Linked DNA regions of Mus musculus: all the other regions are linked to region 2. The links are chromatin contacts, called in public Hi-C and HiChIP or PLAC-seq maps. All regions are on one chromosome and are shown on one strand. Each heading gives the region's core, a stretch centred on a gene start, on an enhancer-like site or on the middle of the called end of the contact. The rest is flanking DNA. Distances are from core to core; before and after follow the strand shown. Region 1 has its middle 53 kb from the start of Gm36148. Region 2 holds the start of 4933402D24Rik (RIKEN cDNA 4933402D24 gene). Region 3 has its middle 110 kb from the start of Gm36148.

Region 1 (3,869 bases), core at 867-3,366, 690 kb after region 2:
GTCGCGAAAATAAATAAATAAATAAATAAATAGGAGATGCCTTGGTCATGGTGTCTCTTCACAGCAATGGAAACTTTTAACTAAGACAAACACAAATAGCCTCAAGTCACCCGAGACGCTAACTGCATTTAAAAACTATCTCTATCTGTTGTCTCTGAGAGTCACATTTTATTAGTAAAGACATACACAGCTTGAGAATCAAAGGATGAAAACAATCCAGCAAGTGAATGGAAGTTAAAAAGAACCTGGCATAGGTATTTTAACATCTAATAAAGTTGTTCTCAAACCAAAATCAGTCAAAAGATATAATGAATGCCACTGCATACTAATAAAGAGATCAACCCACCTAAAAGACTAAACAACTGGATGTGCACCAAATGCTGGAACACCCAATTTAATAAAGCAAAGACCAATAGATATAAAAGGTCTGACAGGTCATGCTAAAATAATAGATGACTTTAATACTCCAAATAAAAGTCATAAAAGAAGCTTCATAGCTATATACTATATCATAGACCAAACATACTTAACAGATATATCTGAAAACATATATGTGTGTATATGTGTATGCATATATGTATATGTGTGTATGTATACATTTATATACACACAGTATATATATATATATATGCATATTATATATATAGAGAGAGAGTCCATCCATCAAACACATATACACATACACACACACATACATACAGTCCATCCATCAAACAGATATAAAATACATACTCTCTAAGCATCCTATAGAATATTCTGTAAAACAGACTGCATTCTATATCACAAAGCAAGTATTAACAAGCACAAAAGAATCAAAGTTATTTTTTCTATCTTATCAGATCACAGTGGTCTAATACTAGAAATCAATTGAGAAACTATAGAAATTACCTGAATATTTGGAGATGGAATAATACTTTGTTGAATGACAATGGTTCAATTAAGAAATCTGGAAGAAAGCTTTAAAGAAAATCCTAGAAACACATGAAAATGAGAAGTACAACATACCAGGACCTCTGAGATTTGGCTAAAGTAATTCTAAGAATAAAGTTAATGACTAAGAATGCTTGTGTTTAAAAGGAAAAAAATTAGAGTGATCTCAAATAAATAGCCTAATGATGCACCTCGAAGGCCTCTGCTCCATCCATTTCTTTGGGGCACAGGACAAAGCCTGGTTAGGCAGCCACACAAGCCATGGAGAAGTAGGAAGGCAGCCAGTCTTCACTGGCTTCCCCAGGCTGAGTAGCTACTCTGGGCAGCCCACTCCAGACTCACATCACGTAAGTAAATCACCCACCTTCCCCACTGAAGCCCAAGAAGCTGCATCCCTCTGCCATGAGCTGAACCCAGGCTTGTTTCTCTCCCATACTGACTTTGAAAAGCACCTCTTTGAAGTCTTGGTGAATGACTGTGGGGAGAAATATGAAACTGGGAGGAGGAAGAAAACACTGAAGGAAATAAGTATCACCAACAGAACATTGCATAATATTTACAGGTTGGATTATTTTGAGAAATTACTTGGAAATTAGACAGATTTGCTACATTTTTTTCCCTGCAAGTTCCCATCTTTTTTAAATGAAATCATTGATCATGTTTTCTCCTCTTGTCGTTATTTTCTTCTCGAAGATCATCTAATAGGTAGCTTTTGAATAATCTTCCAGTAGACTTTTTCTAGTTAATTTTAGTTAGCATTTCTTACTCCAAAATTAAACTCTACTATGACATCTAGAATCTTCCAGACAGTGTTGGGTTTGAAACATTATGTAGTGTGTTCTTAGAGTTGGAAAAGAAAAGAAATTTTAAGACACTCTACAGAGCCTGAGCCAGTCTCAAACTCACCACCCCACACACACTCCATACCCACACCCACACCCACAACCTCCCAAGTACTAACATTATGGACATGTGGCACCACACCTGGCTAAGTCAAAAATCTTCTTCACTCTTAAATCATAGCTGTGGCATAGAGAAGTCTTTATGCAACTTCTAAGGCATATAATTGGAATAGCCGTTCTGAAAATGCTAAAGGGATCAACTTGTTCTTTCAGATGCTGGGAGTGTCCTGGTTAGCACAGCTACAGCGTTAATCTTTCAGTCAGAGCAGAAGCAGAAGTATGTAAGTCGGGCTTAATATTTTTAGCACTTCTCGGATAGTTTAACTTGAGTGAACTCCCTTGAAATGTTGATGTGTCAAACTGCCATCTGCTACAGCTACAGCTACGCTCACATTCAGACATCCAAGGAAGAAGCAATTCTCTCCTTGCTTAACTATCCTGTAATTAAGTCTGCATTAGTTGGTGACTTAGTGGAACAAGTGTTTTGTTTACCACCAACCGTCAACACCCATCACCTTTGATTGTGAGGGTTTCATATTTAACTCAGTCACTGGGGGAAAATATTCTAAAATAAACTTATTAAATGAAAAGCCAAACTTACCAAAAAAAAAAAAAAAAGAAGAAAGAAAAACAAAACTTGCTTGGCATTTACTCAAGATCTGCGAACTCATAAATAACTAAGAGATGAAGTTTAGGACCGATGAATTGCTGCCGAGCATGGGAAATTTATGTTCTAGGGAGTCTCTGGCTCACAGATACGTAAATTGTATGCATCTCTTAAATACAAATGACTGTGCCAGCCAGTTGCCCCCACCTATGTACCGACCCAAGCTACCCCTCCTGCTCTGCTGTCATGATTATGTATCTTTCCCCCCTGATTTCTCTCCTTCTCTTCCCCAGCTACCATCTTGGATTAATTAGCAATGAATCTACAGGGCAGTAATGAAGGGAAGTGTGATAGAAGACAACCCAAGTCCTTCCTGTCCCCAGTGCACCTGTCCTTTCAAACATTCCGCATTGCCCACGTTCCAGCTGGGTGAGCCACCTTATCGTGGCATATAAAGTCCTCCAAGACTGGGTTTTGGCACCTTCTCTATTACCTTGTTTTAAACATTGGCTAGTTTGCAGGGAGAACTCCTACCCCCTTTGTCTTGAGCATCACGCTCCTTTTGTACTCTTTCCCAATTTAACATCTTCCGTTGTACAGATTGAGCAACCTCAGGGGGAAAAATGTCATTCCTCCGTATCTTCAGTGCCTAAGTTCTTCCAAAGTGTCTGGGCACTAAACTGACTTTTTAAAAACAGTGCTGACCCCCTACAAAGAAATCTGATAGTATTATTAATAAATGGCTGGGACGCTTTTCACATGCTTCATCCTGCTCAAGCCTGCTCTTCACTCTCCATGCTCCAAGAGCTACTGACATGATAAGGAAAGAGCCTGGAATCCATTACGTTTCTCTAAATGAAGCTGCCTAGGTCGTTCTGTCTTCCTGTCATGCTGAGATGCAGTTATCAGCTAGGAGAACATTTGTCTCTAAGTAGAAAAGAGATGTCAGGTGCCACTGGAGTGTCCCATGTTTTTGTTAAATAGACTGAGCACCTTATACGCAAAGAGAAGACTAGGTTATGGAGCCAGCCTTTACATATTCTACTACAAATAGCTATAGCTACTGTCCCCTTTCACTCTTGTAATTATGTTCTGAGGTCTTGGTGTTGTCCCTAAGAGCTCAGAGCACAACTTCTCTCCCCCATTAATGACTATACAGTATAATGCTACCAACCAGAGTTAAACATAACTGTGACTGGCCAGGCATAGTGATACATGCCCATAACCTCAACTACTTGGGAGACTGAAGCAGTGGGACAAGTTCAAGACCAACCTGGGCTAAACCATGAGACCCTCAAAACAAACCCCGCAGAAAGTGTAAACACAGAATAGGCACCTGCAGAAATGTGTACATCCTTAGCAAAAATACTAAAATTGGTGATTAGGCCCCAATAATATACAGCTGCATGTCAGTGTAACATGTACTGAAG
Region 2 (3,859 bases), core at 955-3,454:
CCCTGGGTCTGACCTAGAGTCGTCCACACCCTCGTTTCTTACCTTCTTATCCTGGGAGCAGGCTCTGGTTCCATGGCAAGTGACTTCCCCAAGGTTCCTGAGCCTGGTCCAATAAATAGAAAGCATCTCCACTTCTCTTCAAGAAACCAAGTCTGTAAGAATCCTCAGTGGTGGGAAAGTGGTTTCACAATTGGGTTTCATTTTAAACAAGTGATTCGATGCACTGGAGGGCTAATATTAGTAAATGAAGTTGATAAAACTCAGTCATAGGCTCTGTGTGTGTGTGTGTGATAGCTTTTCCCTCATGACCTAGTACCTGAGATAATGAGTACAAGAGTAGCAAATGTTTAATTTTTGCTCATGGGTTCAGAGGTTTTAGGCTGCAGTTGGAAGAGTATTTGATGAGTCTGTTTAAGCAGACTGAAGCCCTCCCACTCCTTCAAAATACAACAGCCACTGATTTTTAAGCATTTCCCTTAAAGTTTAAGTAAACAAAACATCCAACTCTGAGAACCATCTTACCCATTTACAGGTGAAGACACCAAGACTCCCACTTTACTATGCCACATAACTCTGAGGAAGTTATTTAAATTCCTAGCTACTACATTCCACATATTATATATATTATAGTCTTGTAGCAATCAGAAGCCAGTTGTTTTCAAGAAAAAGTCTTAATGTTCTTATTTTTATAATAGAATATGAGAGAACTAGCACATTATAAATGGGTGGCCATTTTCATTTTGAAGTGAGTTTTACCTTGGATGAGAAAGGTTGTTTGTCTTTTCTTTCTGTATGTTGATCTATGGGGAGTCAAGGATAGCAGTGCTGTTGGGCCAAGGATGAGGACACCCAGTTTGTAGGCTCTACCTCTACCATGTGAATGGTCCAGACCTTGGTTTTTTCCACTCTATGAAAGATGAAGCTGGAGTAGATAATTTCTAAGACAGGACGTGCTTCCACCTTTAAAAATTCTCAACATAAGCTGCAATTCTCCAACCCATCATCCTAAACCAGGCTTTAAACTTCTGGATGAATAGGCTTCCATCCCAGGACCAAGAATATGCAGTTCCTCTTAAATCAAACTCAACATTAAATTGCACTGCAAACAAAAAGTTTCACACGGTTTGAATGTTGCTGTGTAGAATTTAATGAGCTCCATATGCCTGACCTCTGGAAGGAAATGATGTTGGGAACTGTAGCTGGGGAAGAGGCTAAGGGCATCAGCATCTGCTGTGAGTTACTTGGAGGGAAGGGAACCGACCGCATTTTTGTATCACTGCCAAGCTGGAGAGGTGGAAACGCTTTGCAATCTGTGCGCTCACCTTCTGAGAGCGGGCTGACAGTTTTCCAATGTTTTCCTTGCTCTTCGGGAAGTTGTGGAGGACAGCAGATTCTAACTTCCTTTCTGTAGCTGCAGCAAACATCTCAAGTCTGCGGGGGCAATTGGGTTTCAGGTCCGTGCTGAAGAGAGCAGGCTGTCCTAGGAGACACATGAATGATGTGACTGACCACTAGACTTGTTTGAAAGAATCTGCTATCCCTGCTGGGCCCTTCCTAAAACCCGGGTCTGATAACAGCATCCTTTCTCCTTATTAATATATATACATACATCCTCTCTGCTATACACAGACTGTCAAATTGGACCTGGATGCACTTTGGAAAGGTTCTTTGGTCTTCTATCTTTACCCTCTTGTGCCCCATCTACGGACCCCTCAACAGCATTCAGGTTTCATCTCTCTGGACTTTCTAAGTGCTTTCTCCTCTGCGGTGTCCCTACCATCTGTTTATCACGCAGGATGCTCCTGCACCACACAACTCATTGACCACTTTGCAGGATGCGTCTCCATTCTCCCCTTTGCCCTCTGTGCTTTGTCTTTTCTGTCTCATAACCCTGTTGGAGTGAGGAGGGGGCTGTGCAGTCTGCTCCCAGTCAGTTGGAAAGGTTTTTGTGAATGAGACCTTGTGGGCTCCTTTCCTTTATTTTCTGGGGGCAGAAAACAATCTAATTTCAGTAAATGTTGGTTAAATGAAGACAGGAAAGAAGGAAGCTAGGGCCAGAAATTCTTCAGGGCAACGCAAGAGCCTGTCTCTTAAGGCTTCTTGGATTCCTCTGGTTACCTCGTCTAAAATAATTCATGTCCATCAGCTGTTCTGCGGCACATCCTTTCTGAAGACTATTGTCTAATGGTAGGAGACAGTTAGTGTTCTACTGACCATAGGGGGTTGCTATGAAACAGAACAGAACAGAGAGCATCAGCAGATTCCTCATCTTCTCACAATGCTGCTGTGTGCCCTGTACAGACGACACCGAAAGACTCTTCTCTTAGAGATGTGCTGCACAAAGTCATTTTCTGTGTCACTCGTTGCAAACAGACAGTTCTCTCCAATTGGAGAGGCAACCATTTATGTCTTTTGTCATAGAGTAGGATTCCATTCATATTTTTGTTCCTACATTCATTTCAGAGGGTTTCTCAAGACCTGAACTATTTTTTGGCAAACTATCACTTTTCTTCCTGGTACTAGACTCAGAGAATAAAGGCCATTTATGCTTTTTTTTTTTAATTATTAAGAGTTGTATCAAAATTGAAAATCAGAATTCTGCGTTGTCATATTTTCATGAGACATGGCAGTATTCAAACACATTGTCTCATGTGATTTTTGCAACAGACTTGTGACATGAACGAGGCAAATATCAGAGGTAGAAAAATCAGAGGTAGAAGGTGACATGATACTGTGGGTGGGTGACTCCCCTCTCAATCCCAGTCATCTTAAGTGAGGAGGACCACTAGCCGTGCAGAACAGCATGGTTTGGGTTACCTTTGCAAGTGTTTAAATCCCGAGTCAGGCAAACCATGTTGGGTGCTGCCTGCTTCCCGTTGTCATGTTCTTCATGCGTGATAGGATTGAGGGAGGAAAACAAGAAGGACTGACCATTCTTTTAGTGACCGTTTTAATGTAGAATCACAGCTGAATTTACTTGGAGGGGGGAGGCCGGTTGTAAGATTATTGTTTTTCTTCTTTTTGTTTTAAACTGAGACTATCTGTCCCCTTTCATCATTTTCAGAGAACTGCTAGGGCAGACGTTGGGAAGGAATATAGCAAGTCCATTTGTTAGAATACCTGGACCCTCCTCAGAAAAGGTGAGGGTGATCAGTATGTTAAGAGCTCAGTTAAAAACAGGGAACATTAAAAGCAGGTAAACTGGGGGTTCCCTGTGAACACGTGCCTTCGTTAGAAAAATGGAATTTGAGGCTCTAAAACACAGCCTGTTTCCAAGTAATTGCTGAGTTCCCCCAAATCTTGTTTAACATATTGCTGGGATAATGCATATGAGATGGTTAAAAATGGAAGGGAGAAAAAAAAATTCCCCAACACCCTTAGAGGAATTTGCAATTCATAAAGTTACTGCCAATTTTGCATTATAGTTGCCATGGCAGCCGTGCTAGGCTGCTGCTCAAACATTCCTCAGAAGGGGAAGGAATAGTATATAATAAGCTCTTCAAGTGTAATTTTTTATTGTAGTTGAATTAGTGTGTAATTCTCGTGTGAGCAGCCCAGTAATCCGTGAATGCGCACTCTAGCAACGATGCCGATTTCTTATCTCTGCGTGCTTATGCAATCTATGAAAAAGTTGCTGCCTGCTCCCAGTGCTTGCTAATTAATTATTAAAAAATAACAAAAAAAGCATTAGTGGCAATTAATTAATTACAAAAGCAAAAGCACAAACAATAAAAACAGCATTTTGAACATGACTCCAAGGGCCTGGCCAGCTTGTTAAATGGAACTGCTTTCAGCCAAGCTTCAAGGCTGAGTTTTGTGTCTCACCCTGCTCCTTCCATGTTTGCGAAGTAGCCATCAG
Region 3 (3,803 bases), core at 1,247-3,746, 640 kb after region 2:
AGCATCTGCTCACTGGAGCTTTTCATCCCAGTCCATATTCAAAGTGACCTAAAAGCAGAAAGTTTCCCAGGACTTCTGGGATGCAGAATTATTGATTATTTTCTTAGTCATTGAAGGGGAAAAATAGAGGAACTCTCCCCAGAGGGAAGTGTTCAGACATCAATGGCCATTTTACAGGCCCGTATTTCAAGAAGTGGGCTACAACATCACACCCCACCTGGAGGTTTACACCGGCAGCTTCAATCCACTGGCCAAGGATATTTGGTCTAAGGATTTGTGTGGACCCAAATGATGGGATTTTTCAGCCATCACTTTTGCTGTTGTAGCAGGCTTAGAAATTCATAACTCTGAATTGTTTATTTACACATTACATTTAGGTTTTGGATGGTGCACACTTTTTCATCCCAGCACTCAGGAGGCAGAAACAAATGGATCTCTCTGAGTTCAAGGCCGGTCTGGTCTACATGGAGAGTTACAAGCCAGACAGAGCTTTTAGGTGGGAAAGCAAGTAGAGATAAGAAATGTCCTGAGGTCACTATCTGACACCATGAAGCACTCTGACTTGAGAACCTACTGTGTGACATACCAGAAACCCAAATGACACGTACTATCTTACTATATAAGCAGCAGAAAATGACTCATCTCTCTATCCCCTTATCCCTTCCTACCCTCACCAGGAGATGACTTCATCTCAGTTACTCAAAGTGATATTACAAGAAGCCGCAAAAAAGACAAAAGTTTGTCCTACAGATGCTCTCCTTAGAAGAATCTAGAATCTTCATGCTTAAGCCATGGAGAAGTGAAGAGTCAGCATCTGCATCTTTCCCAATGTCCCCCCATTTTCACCTGCTAAAATGAAGATGGGGCAAGGGGTTCTCCAACCTTGGACAAAACTTGTAATAACACAGCACTTGGCAGAGGCAGAGGCAGAGGCAGAGGCAGAGGCAGAGGCAGAGGCAGAGGCAGAGGCAGAGGCAGAGGCAGAGGCAGAGGCAGAGGCAGAGGCAGAGGCAGAGAGGCAGAGGCAGGTGGATTTCTGAGTTCGAGGCCAGCCTGGTCTACAGAGTGAGTCCCAGGACAGCCAGGGCTACACAGAGAAACCCTGTCTCGAAAACAAAACAAAACAAAAACAAACAAACAAACAACAAAAAAAAACCTTGTATATTGCAAATGGAGCCAGGACATAGAGGGGTGGATCATAAAGGCAGGAAAGGGGTATGTGAAATAAAATGTTGCTTGGATATTCATCAAAAGCTGGCATAAGAGACCTAAAGAGAACTTGATAGAGAACTTTTGCACGTCACTCTAGACTTTTGGATGCCAGTGGCCAGCTTTGGCTGAGTGCTGCTACACTCACACAGTTTCTCAAAGCTTCTTGGAGGTTTCTAGGTTATATGGTCTTTGCTGAAAATTACAAAATCCAAAAGAAGCAGCTGAAGACCAGGAAAGGGAAGTAACTTACAGCCAAGTACATAAAGCTCCCTAACGAGAGAGCAGAGCCAAGACTCCAGCCTTGTACTACCTGACTCCAGAGCCTGTGTTGTGGTTCTCATCACACACAAGCCTCACCAGTTCAAATCTGCTGTCCTTTCTCCATAATCTGCACCAATCACTTTATGTAGTTTTGTGTATATGAACATGGTCAACATCAGTAGTCACTCTGCTTTATATTTCGAGACAATGGAGCTTGCTGATTCTTCTAGTCTGGCTGGCCAGCAAGCCTCAGGGACTGTGCCTCCCTCCCACTTTGGGATTCGAGCTGTACACCCATGTACCTGGCCTTTCTTACCTTGAATTCTGACATCCAAAAAGGCCCTCCAGCTTGCACAGCAAACAGTTTACTGACTGAGCCAACTCCCCTGCCCTTTTTATATATTTTCATATCATACACGTACTGTATAAAAAGTCAATAGAATCCATTGCATTTAGGCAGTTCTTTGGGCTGATAGTGCACATATTCAGCTACCTCTGGGCTTATAGTATATGAATAACTATTCGCTCTACAATCTATTCAATGTTCCTGAGTTCCTACACCAAGCCAAGCATTGTGCTGCATGCCTCAGAAAGTCACAGCCCACTGGAAGAGATCCCATTAAAATGAAAATAAGCGCTTGGTTTCCCGTGGTACAGTAAGGCATAACCAAGAGATTAGAGCTTGCTTATTGAGCTGCAATCCAAAACCACATTATTGAGCTATAATTTCCTATTTGATTGACATGAAAGGACTGAGCAACTGGCCCAAGGTCAAGTCTCCAGTCAGTAGCAGTTCATTTCACTTATTTTATTGTCTCTGACATACCATGTTCTCAAGATCTGCTCTCTCTTAATAGTCTTATGTAATGTTCAAAACATATTTTATGTTTTACAGACATTTTAAAAAATTTAAGGCCAAAGAAGCAAATGTGTCAGCATTCATGTTGGGCTAGAACACATTTTGGCTGCCAACTCTCAGGACAGCAGAGCTCCTCCAAGGTCTGGCTTCCCCCCAAGCCTGTTTCCAGGCTATGGAAGCCGTTAATTCTGCCCTAAATGCATGCTGTCTCCTCATCTCCTCTGTAGCCTTCTAGCTGGGCTGAGACTTAATTGGTTTGGGTTGGATAATTCATAGTGCCTCATTAGGGCATCAAAACACATACTAGGCTCTCTAGTAATTTTCTCCCCTGAAAGAACATTGATTGGCTCCTTCACTGGGAAAAGAATTAGCTAAAGGATTCTTGGGTTTGTGAAGAAAAAAAAAAAAAAAAGAGAGAAAGAGAAAAGAAAGAGTCCACAACAGATAATTTCAAAGTGTATTGTGCAATCAGATTTCTTTGAGGCTATCTGTCGATCAGGTACCTCTGCTCTTGCAAAAGATAAAAATTAAAAAAAAAAAAATTCTCAAACCACACCAAGGGTAGCTACCAGTTAACTTGCAGAATTTATAGAAAAACTGGCTGTTCTAAAGTTCCCACTTGCTGGCTTCCCACTGTTTTCTCTTGCCTGGAGATACTCTTTATTAACACACTAAGAGGGAAACCCTGAAAGATGGCTTCTTTGCACATCTGACCGGCTGGCTACTCCACCTCCCACTCTCCCACTGTAACAGGTTAGGGCAGTGTCCCCTCCCCTCCCACTCCTCCTTAAGCAAGAAAGCATGCTAACTGTGAATACCTATGGTTCTTGGCTCTGCTGCTTCTCTGACTACGAGAGCCCACTTCGGATGGATGGATGGATGTTCTGCAGCAGGCAGAGGGATTGTGCAACCAAATAGCCCAGCTCCAGCCAGGTGTGGTGATACATACCTATAATTGCAGCACTCAGGACACTGAAGCAAGAGGATCTTCAAGGTGAGCCTGTACTACTTGAGTCTTAGGTTAGCCTCAGAAATGTACAAAGACTCTGTCTCACAAAAGAAAAAAACAAACAAACATTTCTTCTTTCTCACCTCTGAGTTGGAATAAGCCTGAGCTATGTATGGGTTTTGTTTTGGACTTTTAAAGACTTATTTATTTTATTTTATGGGCATGGGTATTTTGCCTGCATGCACATTTATGTGTACCATGTATATGCCTGGTGCCATACATGATCCCCTAGAACTGGAGTTACAGATAATGTGAGCTACCATATGGGTGCTAAAAATTGAACACAGGGCCTCTAGAGGTACAGTAAGTGCTCTTAAACACTGAGCCACCTCTCCAGCCCCTGACTTGTGTCTTACCCTCTCTCCCAGAGAGTCTAGGAAGAATGAATAAGAACATCTGGGTAATGTAATCTTTGTTAGCCTCCTCTTCTTCCTTATCCCATTTCCCAATTCCATTATGAGG

Evidence for each region. A called contact is a pair of places that touch in the nucleus more often than the background predicts. HiChIP or PLAC-seq counts read pairs in DNA pulled down with a chosen protein or histone mark.
Region 1: a Hi-C map of cortical neurons shows a contact between it and region 2, with 4 times the contacts expected there. The contact joins the enhancer-like site here to the promoter of 4933402D24Rik in region 2. A contact is called at or near these places in 15 of 39 promoter capture datasets (the C10 cell line, the HPC-7 cell line, cranial neural crest and 10 more), 24 of 484 Hi-C or Micro-C datasets (DN2 thymocytes, the G1E-ER4 cell line, LSK cells and 12 more), 3 of 115 datasets of contacts at active chromatin or transcription factors (the NIH/3T3 cell line, embryonic basal ganglia and stem cell-derived neural progenitor cells) and 2 of 9 other capture datasets (adipose tissue and macrophages).
Region 3: an H3K4me3 HiChIP or PLAC-seq map of embryonic basal ganglia shows a contact between it and region 2, with 6 times the contacts expected there. The contact joins the enhancer-like site here to the promoter of 4933402D24Rik in region 2. A contact is called at or near these places in 12 of 39 promoter capture datasets (the C10 cell line, the HPC-7 cell line, cranial neural crest and 7 more), 1 of 15 datasets of contacts at CTCF or cohesin (large pre-B cells), 2 of 484 Hi-C or Micro-C datasets (bone marrow-derived macrophages and cerebral cortex), 3 of 115 datasets of contacts at active chromatin or transcription factors (embryonic basal ganglia, embryonic stem cells and large pre-B cells) and 2 of 9 other capture datasets (embryonic stem cells and macrophages).

Annotation. Positions count from the first base shown.
Region 1 is chr1:64,462,010-64,465,878 of GRCm38.p6, forward strand. No RefSeq gene overlaps it. Among named protein-coding and RNA genes, the nearest start is that of Gm36148, 53 kb to the right of the region's middle. Within about 2 kb of position 2,117, at least 6 of the 459 cell types and tissues checked have an H3K27ac peak or open chromatin away from gene starts, as enhancers often do. A contact at or near this core is called in cortical neurons, where this site is marked.
Region 2 is chr1:63,767,063-63,770,921 of GRCm38.p6, forward strand. 4933402D24Rik (RIKEN cDNA 4933402D24 gene) reads right to left here and starts at 2,205. Exons shown (of 3, transcript NM_001256158.1): 1 at 2,119-2,205; 2 at 1,323-1,480. The coding sequence starts at 2,143.
Region 3 is chr1:64,406,880-64,410,682 of GRCm38.p6, forward strand. No RefSeq gene overlaps it. Among named protein-coding and RNA genes, the nearest start is that of Gm36148, 110 kb to the right of the region's middle. Within about 2 kb of position 2,497, at least 23 of the 459 cell types and tissues checked have an H3K27ac peak or open chromatin away from gene starts, as enhancers often do. A contact at or near this core is called in embryonic basal ganglia, where this site is marked.